Regions from separate parts of the Mus musculus genome. Here all the other regions are linked to region 5. A link is a contact called in public HiChIP or PLAC-seq and Micro-C data. All regions are on one chromosome and are shown on one strand. Each heading gives the region's core, a stretch centred on a gene start, on an enhancer-like site or on the middle of the called end of the contact. The rest is flanking DNA. Distances are from core to core; before and after follow the strand shown. Region 1 holds the start of Glyr1 (glyoxylate reductase 1 homolog (Arabidopsis)). Region 2 holds the start of Zfp263 (zinc finger protein 263). Region 3 holds the start of Ppl (periplakin). Region 4 holds the start of Anks3 (ankyrin repeat and sterile alpha motif domain containing 3). Region 5 holds the start of Adcy9 (adenylate cyclase 9).

Evidence for each region. A called contact is a pair of places that touch in the nucleus more often than the background predicts. HiChIP or PLAC-seq counts read pairs in DNA pulled down with a chosen protein or histone mark.
Region 1: a Micro-C map of embryonic stem cells shows a contact between it and region 5, with 9 times the contacts expected there. The contact joins the promoter of Glyr1 here to the promoter of Adcy9 in region 5. A contact is called at or near these places in 1 of 39 promoter capture datasets (cranial neural crest) and 1 of 484 Hi-C or Micro-C datasets (embryonic stem cells).
Region 2: an H3K27ac HiChIP or PLAC-seq map of embryonic stem cells shows a contact between it and region 5, with 2.8 times the contacts expected there. The contact joins the promoter of Zfp263 here to the promoter of Adcy9 in region 5.
Region 3: a contact with region 5 is called in a FOXA1 HiChIP or PLAC-seq map of pancreatic cancer cells. The contact joins the promoter of Ppl here to the promoter of Adcy9 in region 5. A contact is called at or near these places in 1 of 39 promoter capture datasets (embryonic stem cells), 1 of 484 Hi-C or Micro-C datasets (embryonic stem cells) and 2 of 115 datasets of contacts at active chromatin or transcription factors (embryonic stem cells and pancreatic cancer cells).
Region 4: a contact with region 5 is called in an H3K27ac HiChIP or PLAC-seq map of microglia, with 4 times the contacts expected there. The contact joins the promoter of Anks3 here to the promoter of Adcy9 in region 5. A contact is called at or near these places in 1 of 115 datasets of contacts at active chromatin or transcription factors (microglia) and 1 of 9 other capture datasets (adipose tissue).

The regions. Positions count from the first base shown.
Region 1 is chr16:5,048,598-5,051,297 of GRCm38.p6, forward strand. It overlaps Glyr1 (glyoxylate reductase 1 homolog (Arabidopsis)), which reads right to left and starts at 1,313. Exons shown (of 16, transcript NM_001079814.1): 1 at 1,209-1,313; 2 at 153-189. The coding sequence starts at 1,246. It overlaps Ubn1 (ubinuclein 1), which reads left to right and starts at 1,460. Exons shown (of 19, transcript NM_026666.4): 1 at 1,460-2,184.
Region 2 is chr16:3,742,718-3,745,417 of GRCm38.p6, forward strand. It overlaps Zfp263 (zinc finger protein 263), which reads left to right and starts at 1,382. Exons shown (of 6, transcript NM_148924.3): 1 at 1,382-2,050. The coding sequence starts at 1,658.
Region 3 is chr16:5,131,093-5,133,792 of GRCm38.p6, forward strand. It overlaps Ppl (periplakin), which reads right to left and starts at 1,389. Exons shown (of 22, transcript NM_008909.2): 1 at 1,190-1,389. The coding sequence starts at 1,251.
Region 4 is chr16:4,962,956-4,965,655 of GRCm38.p6, forward strand. It overlaps Anks3 (ankyrin repeat and sterile alpha motif domain containing 3), which reads right to left and starts at 1,282. Exons shown (of 17, transcript NM_028301.4): 1 at 1,165-1,282. It also overlaps 4930451G09Rik.
Region 5 is chr16:4,419,176-4,421,875 of GRCm38.p6, forward strand. It overlaps Adcy9 (adenylate cyclase 9), which reads right to left and starts at 1,323. Exons shown (of 11, transcript NM_009624.3): 1 at 601-1,323; 2 at 1-413. The coding sequence starts at 370.

The DNA.
Region 1 (2,700 bases), core at 63-2,562, 630 kb after region 5:
CTTTCAAAACCGACTGATAACTGGAGGCAAAACACTACATTTTATCAAAATGAGCCCATTTTAAGTCAGTGTTAGAGAATGGAGGAAATTCAACATGTTAACCCTCTCCCTTAGCTTCAACTACCTTCTTTTAAAACCAACAATGCACTCACCTTTCCTGGCCAGGGAGGATACCGGCCCAGTTTCCCCCTAGAGAAAATAATACAAACAGTCAGAACTTGCCCTGGAAAAGCCAGTCCATCTCCTTCAGCCCACTCAACAAGCAATCTATGCTTCTAACTCTAGGCTGAACAAAAGGGCCAGAACAAAAGCAGGCAAACCAGATGGGTCTTTCACAGCTGGGCTCAGGGCCCTCACATATTACATACAAAACTGTATATATATATATATGTGTGTGTGTGTGTGTGTGTGTGTGTGTGTGCCTGAGATCTGTGCACTCTTCCCGAGAAGGAACATAGAAAAACAAAACCATCAGGACGTCACTGGTCTGGTACCTCCCTGGGAGAGTGTTGGAAACTTCTCTCTGTAAACACAGACTTCCCTAAGACTGATTTAATTCACCCCATGATCGGCTTTCCTTTGACAAATGATCATGGAAACCTTCCTCTAGGTAGGGAAACTACGCAGTTCCAAGGAGACAATGGTCACTCTTGGTTTTGGCTGTTGCAGGGGACACAAGGAACAGAACGAGAGGCACTGGATCACCGCCTAGCCATCATTTGCAAAGGAGAAGTCACCCTCCCCTCGGTTTCTTCATGGGGCAGCGCCGGGCAGTCGGATTTCGCCACCTGGAACCAAGCCTCGAGCCCACGTCTGTCCCAACCGAACGCGGGTATGGACGGCTCTGTCTCTAGCAAGGTATCCTCTCCTGCTTTGAGAGGAGGTCCGGAGAGACCCTGGGACTCCACGCCACGCCAGAGTTCTCTGCAGTGGCAGCTGGAGCCAGAGTTCTAGAGCCGTAACCCTCCCCTGGGATGGCCTCAGGGTTCAGAGCAGGGACCGCCGCGGCCCCTCTCGGCCTCGGTCCCCCGGGGACCGGACAGCCTCTTCCGCTCAAGCGTCGTTCACACCGCGGCGGCACCTCCTCTTCCCCACTCTCCGCCGTCCGGAGTGCATAATAAAACTACTCCTGGGCCAGCTGGCAACCCTGCGACCAGGAAAAGCAGCTTCGCGCCGTCTTTCGTTCAGCGCTGGTCGCCAGGACTCACCACACCAAGTCGCCGAGCCGCAGACTCACAGCCGCCATCTTACCACCCAACCACCGCCGCCGCACGGGCAGCCGGGAACTTCAGGTCGCCGCGGCACCGCCCATTGGAGTTGGCCTGACCACGTGACGGGTGTTTGCTGTCATCCGCCTAGCGGATGCGCTGACGTCACCGCGCCGCGGCCGTCCATTGGACTGCTTGGAGGCACGTGACTTGAGCGCCGCGCTCTCAGCGCGTCGAAGCCCAGAGACTCCAAGCTCCCGCCTCCCCCCTCCCCTCCGGCTCGTGACAACGAAGCATCCGCGGTCCAAAGCAGCGGCGGCGGAGGCGGCGCGGCCGGACTAGCGCGAAAGGGAGCCGACTGTGCTGCCCGCTCGCTTCCGGGACTCTAGACTCATTTCCAGTCTTTCCCGCTGCTTCCGTTACGGCTGTTAGGCAGGCGCGGGCCCCGGGCCGTTGCCGAGCCTGAGGTCCCGGGCGGATAGGTGTTGGAGTCCGGTTGCTGCCCTGACTGACCCTGGCGCGGCCTGGAAGCCAGTCTCGGTCCCAGCCCGGGGCAGAAGAGGCCCCGGTTGCCCGCGAGCCCGCGCTCGGGGCGGGAGCTCCAGACTGCTGAGGAGCGCCCAGCTCGACAGTCGGCTTCCGGAGCGGCGTCCCCGCCAAGCGTCCTCGGCGTCGCCCGACTTGTTTTCTTGGACGTGGACTTGGCATATCTCGGCTCCCCCCGCTGGCTGACAAGAGAAAGCGGCAGTTTGTCGAGAGGCTTCCTTCCCGCGGGCTGGGGAGCCGGCCATGGGCCGCGGCGCGGGCCCTCCGCGCGCCCGCCTGCAGCGCTCGGGAGCGGGCCGCTGAGCCGCGCCGCAACCCGAGGGTCCCGGGCCGGCATGAGGACCACCACGGGGGGACGTCTACGGCCCGCGTCGGCTCTGGGGACAACGGTGAGCGCCGCGGTCTGGTCCAGCCTCCCGCGTTAGCCTTCGTAAGTAGTGTGACACTTTGCAAGAAGTTTTGACAGCTGGAAGACAGGTGACAGTAATGGGAACTGGTACCTGCCGAGGGGCAGGGCGGCTGCCCTAAGTTCCGTAGACCGAGTTGAAGCTCGACTTTGAGCAAGAAAAGTCTCACACCCAAGAAAAGGCGGCAGGAGTCTGTGTCAGGGTGGACTTAACTTACAGCTGTACTTTCTGAAGTCAACGCCTGCTCGGAAGGTGACGGGTTCACGCCCCTTTCCCCAAAGCAGTGTCCTTGTAGAGGCTTTGGTTGTCAATTGCTCTGAGAGATGGTGTGGTGGAGAAGCTGGGTGGTTGACCCCAGCTTGTTTTTTCTTTGGAAGAAGTACCACATTTTTCAAGGACTGTCATTTACATTGTGTGTTAATTAAACACGAACTGACCATTTAAAGTGTATTTAAGATTTCATAAAATTTGACAAATGTTCTTAATTTAGAAATTAGAGTTTTCCAGGAATTTAAGAATATTGTAATGACTTGTCTTTA
Region 2 (2,700 bases), core at 132-2,631, 680 kb before region 5:
TCGGGAACCAAAAGTCGTGCCGCACGACAAACCTCATTCAAGAGACTCATTGGGAAGGAAAAATCCAGAACATCATTCTCAGCTCAGGAAAGAAAGCAGGGAACTGAGTGGTAGGCAGGGTTTATACAAGATTTCTTAATCTTCCCACCACAGCTTTCCAGGGTGAGGATTGGTAGAATTTCACTGAGCTTGAAGGAGATCAGAGACTGATGAGTTTGCTCAGGGCTTGAAGGGTTTCTATACCAAGCTCCAGGATTAGTGGGTTTTTCTGTTCAGGGTTGGTGGGATTTATTTATTTTTATCTTTTTGTCTTGTAGGGTGGGGCCAGGCTACTCTTCCTCCTCGGGCCAGGGAATGACAGTAACAGCTATTATTAAACAACTATTAGGGTTAGGGACCATTAAGGAAGTCAGAGGTGGGAGGGACCTGGCTGCTGGAGCTCCTGGTGGCCATTTTCCTGCCTCAAGGTCTTACAAAGTATAAAAAGTTCACAAAGGGAGACCAGAGCAAGGAAGGCTTTCCCTGCCTCTTGAGTTGCAATGAATAGACAACAATGTAAGCATGTGTCCAATAAGTGATTACGGGTTTTCGTGACACACTCCTAGAATCTGCAGACTCCACCACCTGTCTGTGACAGCTGCAGTCTCAGGCCTGGGCTATTCTCTCTTCAAAAAATAAGGAAGTCCGCCTTGGTGTTTCCTTTTCTTCAACCTTCAGGAAAATAGTCAGAGCCGATGATTATGCTAATCCTTAGACCTGCTCTGGGAGATGGCAAGAGCAGTTCATACCCAGAGCGTTCTTCTGGGTCGACCAGCCACCTAAAGATGGAGGACTAGGGACCATCGCTCACAGGGAGGCAAAAGCTCGGGCACGGGTATGTTTATCGTAGCTCGACAATCCATTTAGACCTGCTCAAGCCACAGTGCAGGCGCAATAACAAGGGCGCGCCATGGACTACATTTCCCACCAGCCCCAGGCAGCTCGAGCCCTGGAAGCACAGTCTATTTCCGGTTGTAGGTCTCCGGAGTGTTGGGATCGGCCTTCGGAAAGGTTTTCTTTGTTAAGCTTCTGGGCCCCGACATGACACTCTAGCGCCTCTGGACTCTGGTTCAAGCGTGGCTGAAGAACTTACCTTTTGGCAAACTTTCCTATGCAAATCTGAGCCAGGTTGTCCCCGGGTCACATCCGCCCAGGGATTCCCACCCCTACCGCTTCCCCACCTGGAGGCCCCGCCCATTGCGTAGCCCCGCCCCTCATCCCCATCCGACTTGTTCCCCTCCCGCTCTTTTATGCAAATTTTCCTTGTCCTGGGTGGACCGTGAGTACGTGGTGAGACCCGACCCAATGGGAGACAGCGCAAGGGAAACGTGAACCGGAAGTCCGTCCTGACTAGCGGCCGTTGGCTTATGACGCCTAACTCGCGTGCTGAGGCTTGCGACCCGGGCCCTGCGACTTAAGTTCTGTGCGGGCCTGAGAAGCCGGTCAGGTGGCGACGCTGCAGGCCTGATATTGCTGAGATTGTGACCTGGGTTCCTCCGGCGGGATTTGGAGCCCGGAGTCTCTCGGTTGCTGCAGCCGTGGCCTACTGCTGTACAGAACCCAGGGCGTCTCTCAAGGCGGACGTAGCTGGTGTCGGGACCTAGGCTGGTGTCGGGGCATGACTATGGCTGCGGGCCCAAGCTCGCAGGAGCCAGAAGGGCTCCTCATAGTGAAACTGGAGGAGGACTGTGCCTGGAGCCACGAGGTACCCCCGCCTGAGCCAGAGCCCAGCCCGGAGGCCTCCCATCTGCGATTTCGACGGTTCCGCTTTCAGGACGCCCCGGGTCCCCGGGAGGCCCTTAGCCGGCTTCAGGAGCTTTGCCGCGGGTGGCTGCGGCCGGAGATGCGCACCAAGGAACAGATCCTGGAGCTGTTGGTGCTGGAGCAGTTCTTGACTATCCTTCCCCAGGAGATTCAGAGCAGGGTGCAGGAGCTGCGCCCAGAGAGCGGCGAAGAAGCAGTCACTCTTGTGGAGCGTATGCAGAAAGAACTTGGGAAACTGAGGCAACAGGTGACAGCTGTTTTACCCGTGGTTTGGCCCGGAAGTCATTGTGCTAGCCTCTTCTGTAGTCGAATATACTTGATCGTCCTGAGTACACTTTACAGGAAGGAGAGGGATTTTTTTGTAGCTTATCCTTTCCTTCCAGATTGTTCCCATATGACGACAGTAGGAAGTGAGGAGCACTTCCACCAGTATTTAGTTATGTAGTTAGAAAGCTTCTCACAGGCCTCGTGACTTTGGGCAGACTACTTAATCTGTTTCGTCCTGTTTTTCTGTTGGCTAAAGCACTGTCTGGGAATAATTTTGAGGACTTGGAGAAAAGTATGTCGTTTGGATGACACCTACTGCCACTGCTTTGAGGGGTTTGTTTTGTGACAAAGTCTTACGTAGCTCAAGCTAACTGACTCAGTGTGTAGTTGAGCTTGGCTGCAGAACAGTGGTGGTCCTCCACCTTCAGTCTCCCCAAATTCCGAGTTCTAGGGTTACAGGCAGAGTCTAGATATGTAGCCCAGGCTTAAACTCGAGGCAATCCTCCTGCTTCAGCCTCCCCACTGCTGATTCCCACAGGCATGTGCCACTATCCCAGGCCTATATTTAGTGGATAACACCCAGCATATCTTAGTCAATAGTTTGCAATACAGAACTGGATCTCTGCTAAT
Region 3 (2,700 bases), core at 139-2,638, 710 kb after region 5:
CTGGGGTTGTGAAAGACTGAAAGACAGAGTTGATGAGGAGAAGAAACGAGAGGGGAGGGGACCGTAGAACAAGGGAAGAAACTACGCTGAGCATCAAACAGCCCTGTCAGCGGGACTACAGGAAAGCAGACTTTCAGAAAACATAAGAATACCCAGGCCACACTCCAGGCTGCAGTGCCCAGGGCACCCGTCTCAGTAGGTGGGTCTGGGTTGAAAGGCAGAACAACAGTCAGTGGGAAAGCTCCGGGGCCAGAATCTCTTGTCTTGCCTCCATCTGGAATCTGGGGAGTGGGGAGGAACTGTTCATGGGCCAGTGAAGGAGCCCAGCTAGGTGCTGAGCCAGGTGAGTGCTTGCCACTTCTCATCTGCCTAAAGTTATTTGGAGGGACCACCCCCACTTCCTCTAGAGGGATGCCAAGGCAGAGGAACGAATTCCACCCCTCCCTCAATCTCAGCAACATTACCAGTCTCCCCCAAACCGGTTATTAACCGAATGAATACATTAGGCTTATCAAAACCGACGTGGGCTGTCTCTCCATCCAGACACATCAAGACATGTCATTCGCTTCTCAGGCGGCCCTGAGAACTCAGAGATCGCAGACGCGGCCAGTTTCGGGGATAGGGGGGTGGGGAAGCGCCAGGAGCCACACCCCTGAGAAATCACGCAGTGAAAAATTGGTCTGTCCCCACCCAGCCGGGCCGAGCGGGAGTCTAGAGAGCCTGAGATTGCCTTAGCATGTCCCCCGGGGCCCCAGGACCCACCGCGGCCTCCGGCCTCCGAGTGCTCCAGCGCTGGCAGGCAGGTGCAGCCGGGGACAGGTGGCTCACCCTCGGAGCCACCAGATCTCACAACCCAACGCCAGCAGCAGCACCTGCACGGTCTACAATTCCCGCAGGAGATCACCCTACACACAACTTATTTTCCGAGTCCCAGGGTGGAAACACAACGTTTCATGACCGAGATTCCAGCTTCAGGACAACCTTGTACTCCTTACTCAAGTCCCCACCATCTAGGCCCCCAAAGTAGCGCATCATGGGGCTCTAGAGTCCCTCCTGTCACTCTTGGTGCCCCTTCCCAGCAGGGCAGAACTTTCCAGTTATAGAGGAACCTCCGCACAGCCTGCCCACGCATCCCCACTCCTGGCTCAGCCCTAGGTCTCCCTCATCCTAACCCAGGACGCCCCCTCACCTCCGCGTCTGCACCGTTGGGCTGTATTTGCCTTTGTTTCTCTTCCTGAAGAGCGAGTGCATGGTGGCGCTTGGGACAGAGGGACCTGGAACGCGGCGACGGACCCGGCGCGCACCGAAAGCGGGCGGCGGGCGCAGGTGAAAGAAGGCGGCGGAGGCGGAGGCGGCAGCGGCAGCGGCGCGCAGAGCCCCGTGTGCGGAGGGCCGCGGCTCTGGGTCACTACAGGAACAGGGCGGGGCGATCGCCGGCCACTTGCTTGCCTGCCGCACCCCGGGAAGGTGGCGCTTACCTTGCAGGCGGGGCTTCGGACGCGCTCCCTGGGTCCCCGCCGGACACCGCCCCTGTTGCCTGTTACTGCAGAGGCTGCGCAGCCTGTCGCCAGAACCTGGACGACTAGGCCACCTGCGCTAGGCCGCGCCCATCGTGCACATAGAGCCTGGCGCGCCCTCTGGCTGAAGGGTTTACCTGGGCAATCCCAAAACACCATGACACTCCTCTTGTGATGAGCCACAGGTGGAACCTCAGACAGGTGTGGGAGACCCGAGGTGGAAGTGGGGTCTCTGCTCCCTGCAATGTCAACAAATCACACTCAGCGGGACTGGCGATGGCCACAGCCATAGCACGCTACTGAATTGGATTCTTGTGGCCACCTATGGTCAGTTAGGACTTCTCTGAGAGTTGTTTTACTTACTGCCTCAGTTTCCTCCTTGGCCAAGAGAAGATTAACGACGACCCACATCCAGAAGGGCTATAGGAGATTCCTGTAGCTAATTCACCAAAGAGCTTGGCACACAGTGGCACTCCAACAGGCAGGGAAACAGCCGGGGAGGACATAACTATCCCTTGAAACGTTCATAACCCCGGGCCTGGTATGATAGAGACTTAATGGTGGATCATAGAAACTAGTTCTGGCTGAGAAACAGCAATGTTGCATAGTCCTGCCCGCATGTCCCGGAGTGAGGCTGGGCTGGGGGCTGTGGGAAACGTGGAGCTTTACCCATTCAGATCTGTACCCACATCTCACACTCATGAGCTGCCATAAGGGACGCAGCCCTGGTTTTGTTGGCTAATGGAAAACACTCTGGGTAAGAGCTAGAGTGAAAGAGAGACAGCTGAGAGAACTCAGTGCTACCCTGGGGTGGGGGTGGGGGTGGGTGGGAGCTCATGGGGAGAGGTGAGCTGCAGAGACTCTGGTGACAGCCAAAGAGCTTACAGTTCAAGTAGGGGAGATGAGATCTTGAGAATGGAAAGGGACAGTCACTGTGGGACTTGCTCACACTGTCAAGAGACTGGGGATCCAAGCTCAGCTGTCTGACTCCAGTCTCTGTCCCACAGGATTAGAATAAGGAGGTTGGTGTTCAGGGCTGGGGGGCTCAGTAGCTAAGAGAACGCACTGCTCTTGAGAGGGCCCTGTTAGTTCCCAGAACCTGTTAGGCAGATGTAGCACCAGGGGATTCAATGACTTCCTCTGGGCTCCCCAGGTGCCCACTTTCATGTGCACACACCATGCA
Region 4 (2,700 bases), core at 32-2,531, 540 kb after region 5:
CCAGACGAGGCAGAAGAGTCAAATCCCAAGCCTGCCTGGGCAACTTAGTGAGACTAAAATATTTTAAAAGTAGAAAGATGGGCTGGAGAGATGGCTCAGCAGTCAAGAGCACTGACTGCTCTTCTGAAGGTCCTGAGTTCAAATCCCAGCAACCACATGGCTCACAATCACCAGACAACTACAGTGTACTTAGATTAAAACAAATATGTTTTTAAAAAGTAGAAAGATTGTTGAGGATCTATCTCAGTGATAAGCACTATATATACACAACTTGCAAGGACATAAGTTTACTTTTAAAAGTTATAAAAAGGACAACATACAACAGTTTGCCAGTCTCACGATGAGTGATGTGTGTGGGCTGGTAAGGTGAAAACAAGGCCTGTATCCTGGAAACACCAGCTTCTCCTGCTGCAAGGCCTGCGCTCAAGTAGCACCTAACCTAGTCTGAACCAACAGAATGGACACGTGCTTCCCCAAACTGGAAACCATAGGCGGATTAGCAGAACCCTGGAAGAACTCACACCTGCAACTCCAGCTCTTGGGGGGCTGAGACAATAGGACCGCCTTTGAGTTCAAGGACAACCTGGGTAACATTAGATGCTTACACTAAAAACATCCAACCCGCCAGCGTAGTGGCACCGGCCTTTAATCTCAGCATCTGGGAGGTAGATCTCAGTGAGTCTGTGGCCAGCCTGGTCTACACAGTGAGACACGCCCACAATCTCAAAAAACCAACACCCCCAAAAAATCGATTCAAGTAAAATAAAAGTTTCTATGTCTTCTGCACCTCTCTCTCTCAGAATTTCAGTTGCAGCCCTGATAAGTTATTCTTAAAATTCTTAAATCTTAGTTTTAAAAAAAATTCTATTCTGGAGGCAACTGTCATTCCTCCAAGAGATCCATGAAGGCCTCGAGGGAGCCCCTGCAGCCCAAATGTACGACGCAGTTCCGACCCTAGCGGTCCCGGCGACTATGCACGACCGCAGGCTCCCGTGTGGCTCAGCAGTCTGGCCGACACCTCGCGTGACCCCTTAGTTTAGCACCACGGCGGCGGGCCCGTGTCCCCAAACCCTGCGACAGGCAAACGCCAGGGCTGCCCACCCGAGCAGACTCAGGGCGCCTTGGGCCCCACCTCTCAGAGGGCCCTGCCGCGGCCCGGCCTACCTTGCAAGGCCTCAGGTTCCCGGGCCACCCTCCAGCGACAGCGGCTCGCCCCTCACCGGCCGACAGCCCTGCGCCCGGCCCACCCCGGAAGTAATCCTCGCACGGCGCAGAGCATCCCGGGAAGGTGACGGACGTTCTGTTATTGACACGCCACAGCAGCCCATGAGATGGCAGATACCGGCCCATTCGCTCGGGAGCCAATCCTGAGGCAGAGAGGCAGGCGGCGAGTCGCCAGGCCGCCGTGGGTGGCCGTACTCAGCACGGGGACAAGGCAAGTGGGCGGGCGGAGCGGCTGAGGCAAGTGGGAGACCGCGGAAACCCACGCGACGATGGGTGGGTCCTGGCTGCGGGTGGCAGGGAATGAGACCCTCCCCTCGGCTCTAGCACGGACTGCCTCGTCCCGCTGCCTTCCAGTTCCCTTGACAACGACGCCTGGCGCGGGGCGGGGCGAGGCGGGGCCAACTGGCTTTGAGGAGAAACACTGAGCCGCTCGGTCTTCTGAGCTCCTCCATGCTCTTTCCTCTGCGGGTCAAGCCTTCCTTCAACCCTCCCCGCCTTGCACACCTAAAGGACGATCAGTCCTGGGCGGCCCCCTTCACTTCGGTGATTCTGTGTCCTACCGCCAAAGCCCCTGGTAGGAAACATCTTTTGGTGCGTATACCAAAAGCGTCTCCACCTGTGGTTCCCAATTCAGGACAGCCAAGCACCCGTCCTTGCTCAAATGCCCTAAGACCCCACTCACTCCTCTGACGCAGCTCTGGTTTGGCACCGTTAGCTGATCTGCTTGGTCCGCTTGCTAGGCCTTCACCCACAATCCTAAAGTCCCTCTGCCCCTGAGGACTGAACGTGTTTTCTTTAGGGTGAGATATAAAAGGTGGAGCTGAGCCAGCGACTGGATTATAGAGACTCATTTGAGTGATGACTAAAAAAAAAAATCTCTTGAATAATGGATCTTAAACCTCTAATTCTAAAGATTATTTTTAATTATATTAATGAATTAGTTTGTATTTTAATTATGTGTATGGGTGTGAAGGTGGGTATGTGTACTCCAGTGCAGATACGAGTGGACGCCAGAGACGGGCTCTCCCTGAGGTTAAAGTTGCAAGTAGTTGTGGTTTTGGAAACTGAATTGTGATCCTCTATGAGAGCAGTAGAGGACACCACCATCTTGTGCACTCATGACTGCACATACCCACACATACAGTCCTGCTACCAAGTGACATAAGTTTGCAGAACCAGAAGGAAATGGGTAGAAACTAGAATTTTTGCGGGTGCATTTTCATCTACAGCTGATCAAGGCTTTGGGAAGGCTACCAATGCTAGTTTCTCCTTGAACACCCAGACACTGCCACCTCACCTTGTGTGCTCCACAGGACTCCTTGATGATGACAGACGGTGTCCTTTGAGTCCTGGCCCCCATGACATCCAAAGACAAAGCAGTGATGTCCTTGCCAGTTTCTCCCTGGGATGCCATCCTTGAGGCTGCCAAAAACCAGCTTCCATCTCTGGATTCAGACTCGTCCCTGGTGAGCAAGA
Region 5 (2,700 bases), core at 73-2,572:
CCACATAAAAGAGTGCGTACCGGAAGCGGCGCTGGGTCTGCGGAAAGCAGCGCTCCAGGCAGGCCTCCTCCAGGTTCATGGAGTCGAATTTGGGGTCCCACCACCGGCTGGAGGCCCTCTCAAAAAGCTGGGGCAGCTTCTTCTGTCTGCGCAGGCGACCCCCGCCGCCAACCCTCCGGGGAAGGCCCCCTGAGTCTCCCGAGCTGCTACAGCTGGAGGAGATGCTGTACTTGCAGTGCTTCGGGTGGGTGTTGGAGGACAGCTGCTTAGGGTTGATCTTGACCCTCACGCTGTTGCTGTCTCCGCTTGAGTCGCAGCTCACCTCGGTGCTATGGTGATGCAGCAGCTGCTGGTGGGGTGAGGAAGCCATGTTGCCGAGCTCTTGGAACCTTTCCCGACCAGGTCAGGGGCACCTGCAGGCAAAACCAGCAGAATTAGAGCGGCCTGACTACACACACTCCCGGAGGGCCACGCGACCTGTGCTTGTCGCGAGTGCGAGCTCTGGCGAGCCACTTGGGAAGGCACCACCATATGTTCACCAAAACTGCCCATAACGGCGCATAAAAGCGCCAAGGCGAGCGAGAACCGCACGGGCCGTACCTGGTGCTCCCAGGGTTCTCGTGCCGCGGCCGCGCTGAGTCTTGGGTCCCCGGCAGCGCTGCGCTGCGCTCCCCTCGGGCGCCGTCGCCCGCTGGTGGCCTCTCCCCGTGCAACTCCAACTGCAGCTCCAGAGGGAAGTTCAGACCTTGAGCGCTCGGGGCACCGGGAGCAGCTTTCGCAAAAACAACTCGGGAGGCGAGCAGCGCTTCATCCTGCCGCAGCAGCGCCCGGTGCGTCAAAGCGCGCGGGCCAACCTGCGGCTCCTGCCGCGTTCCGTCCCCTTGCGGCTAAGCACCAGCGGGCTACCCTGCCCCGCGCCCCTGCTCGCGAGCTTGAGGAGCCCGAGGGCCGCCCGTCCGAGCGGCCGGTCTAGCAGGGCCTGCTGCCCGCAGCCGAACGCACCCCGGCCCAGAGCCGAGCTCGGGGCACTGCGCGGGCCCCTCCACAGACCGCCGTGCGGGCTGCCGCAGAGCCTGACTCCCGCGACGCCGGCTGGCCAGCACGCCGGTCGTCCGCACGCCGCGCCCACGCCCCAGGGGCCCTGCCTGAGCTACAGATGCCGCTGCGGCTGCGCCCGCCGCCCGCTCTCCCGCAGCCGCTGCCTCAGGTCGGAAGAGTAGCAGCCGCAGCCGCCGCCACCACCATCTCCGGCCCCCTCCTCCTCCCCCTCCCGCTGTCACTGACAGACGCGCGCCCGCGCCGCCCCTCTCCTCTGCCGCAGCGCGCACGCGCGGCCCGCGCACGTCACCGCCGGGTCCGGGACACGCGCACCAGCAGCGCGCCACCCCGCCTAGGAGCGCGCGCCCGGCTCGGGGCTGCAGCGGGGCGGGGCCGGGCGGACGCGCTCTGGGCGCCGCCCTCCGCCCTGGGCTGCTCCGAGCCTGGGCCGCCTGCTGTGGGCACCAGGCCTCCGCCTTCTTCCGAGGCCTTGGCTGCCTTTGACTACTTGCCCCGCAGCCTGGCCCCCAAGTCCGCACAGGAAGCATCTAAGCGCAGTTTACCTTTTGGATACATCGAAGTTTTCAGTCCCTGGCTTTGCTCGATTGTGACCTCCCTCCCATTCTGCCAGCAATGTAGGAGTGTTCCCAGTGGTGCTAGGCCCCTCTGAACTTGCTGGGGGATGGAAATGATCATCACCAGCCAAGCCACTTCTGATAGCTTCTAAAGTCGAGCACCACTGAGGACCACCTTTGCCAACCCCCTGGGGAAGTTATCTTCCCGACTTTGAAGATCTTTCATTCTTCACATGAACAACTGTTTTTCCCTCTCCACAAGGAAAACGTTCAAAGAAATCAGCTTCCCATTAATAAGTTCTACATTGGTCTGTGTAAACTCTGGCCTGAATAAACACAATTCTATATTCTCTGGTCGCACCCTGGCTGCCACACCGTACAGTGTTTTTCTGCAACCACAGGGGACTAACTGACCCTTCCTTCCCACAGCTCTCGGGGCCCATCCCAGGCATCCACAGTCACTGTGGAATTCAGGAATAGGAAGGTAAAATATAGACTATCTATACAACCGAATATTATTCGACTATAAAAATGAAGTACACTTGCTACAACCTCTGAAACACACTGGGTAAAAGAAACCAAACACAAGAGGCCACATATTGTATGATTGTATTAATGTGAAATGCCCAGAACAAGCAAATCTATAGAGAAAATACAGGTGATGGATGCCTGCGGTTGTATGAAGTACTAGGTATTGACTACACTATCAAGCCTGGGGGTTCCTTTTGGGGTGATGAAAACATCTGGAACTAGTGAGAACACAACGCCGTGGATTCTGTAGTAGGTATACTTCATGAACGTACTAGTGTCTTTGGATTGCTTTAATGATAAGTACAACTGCATAAATGGTAAGTTTTATGCAGTATGTATTGCACCACAATAAACAGGAACTTTTTAAAGTAAACGTGTCATTGTTGATATATTCCAGCTCAAAGTGCAAGATGTCCATCTAATTATGAGAAAACATCTGAGGAAGGAACTTAATCTGAAAAATACTCCACAACCAAACTGCCAAGTGCTCTTCACAGTGCCAGAGTCACCAAACACAGAGCCTAAGGTATTGTCACAAGTAAGGGGCAAATTGTCA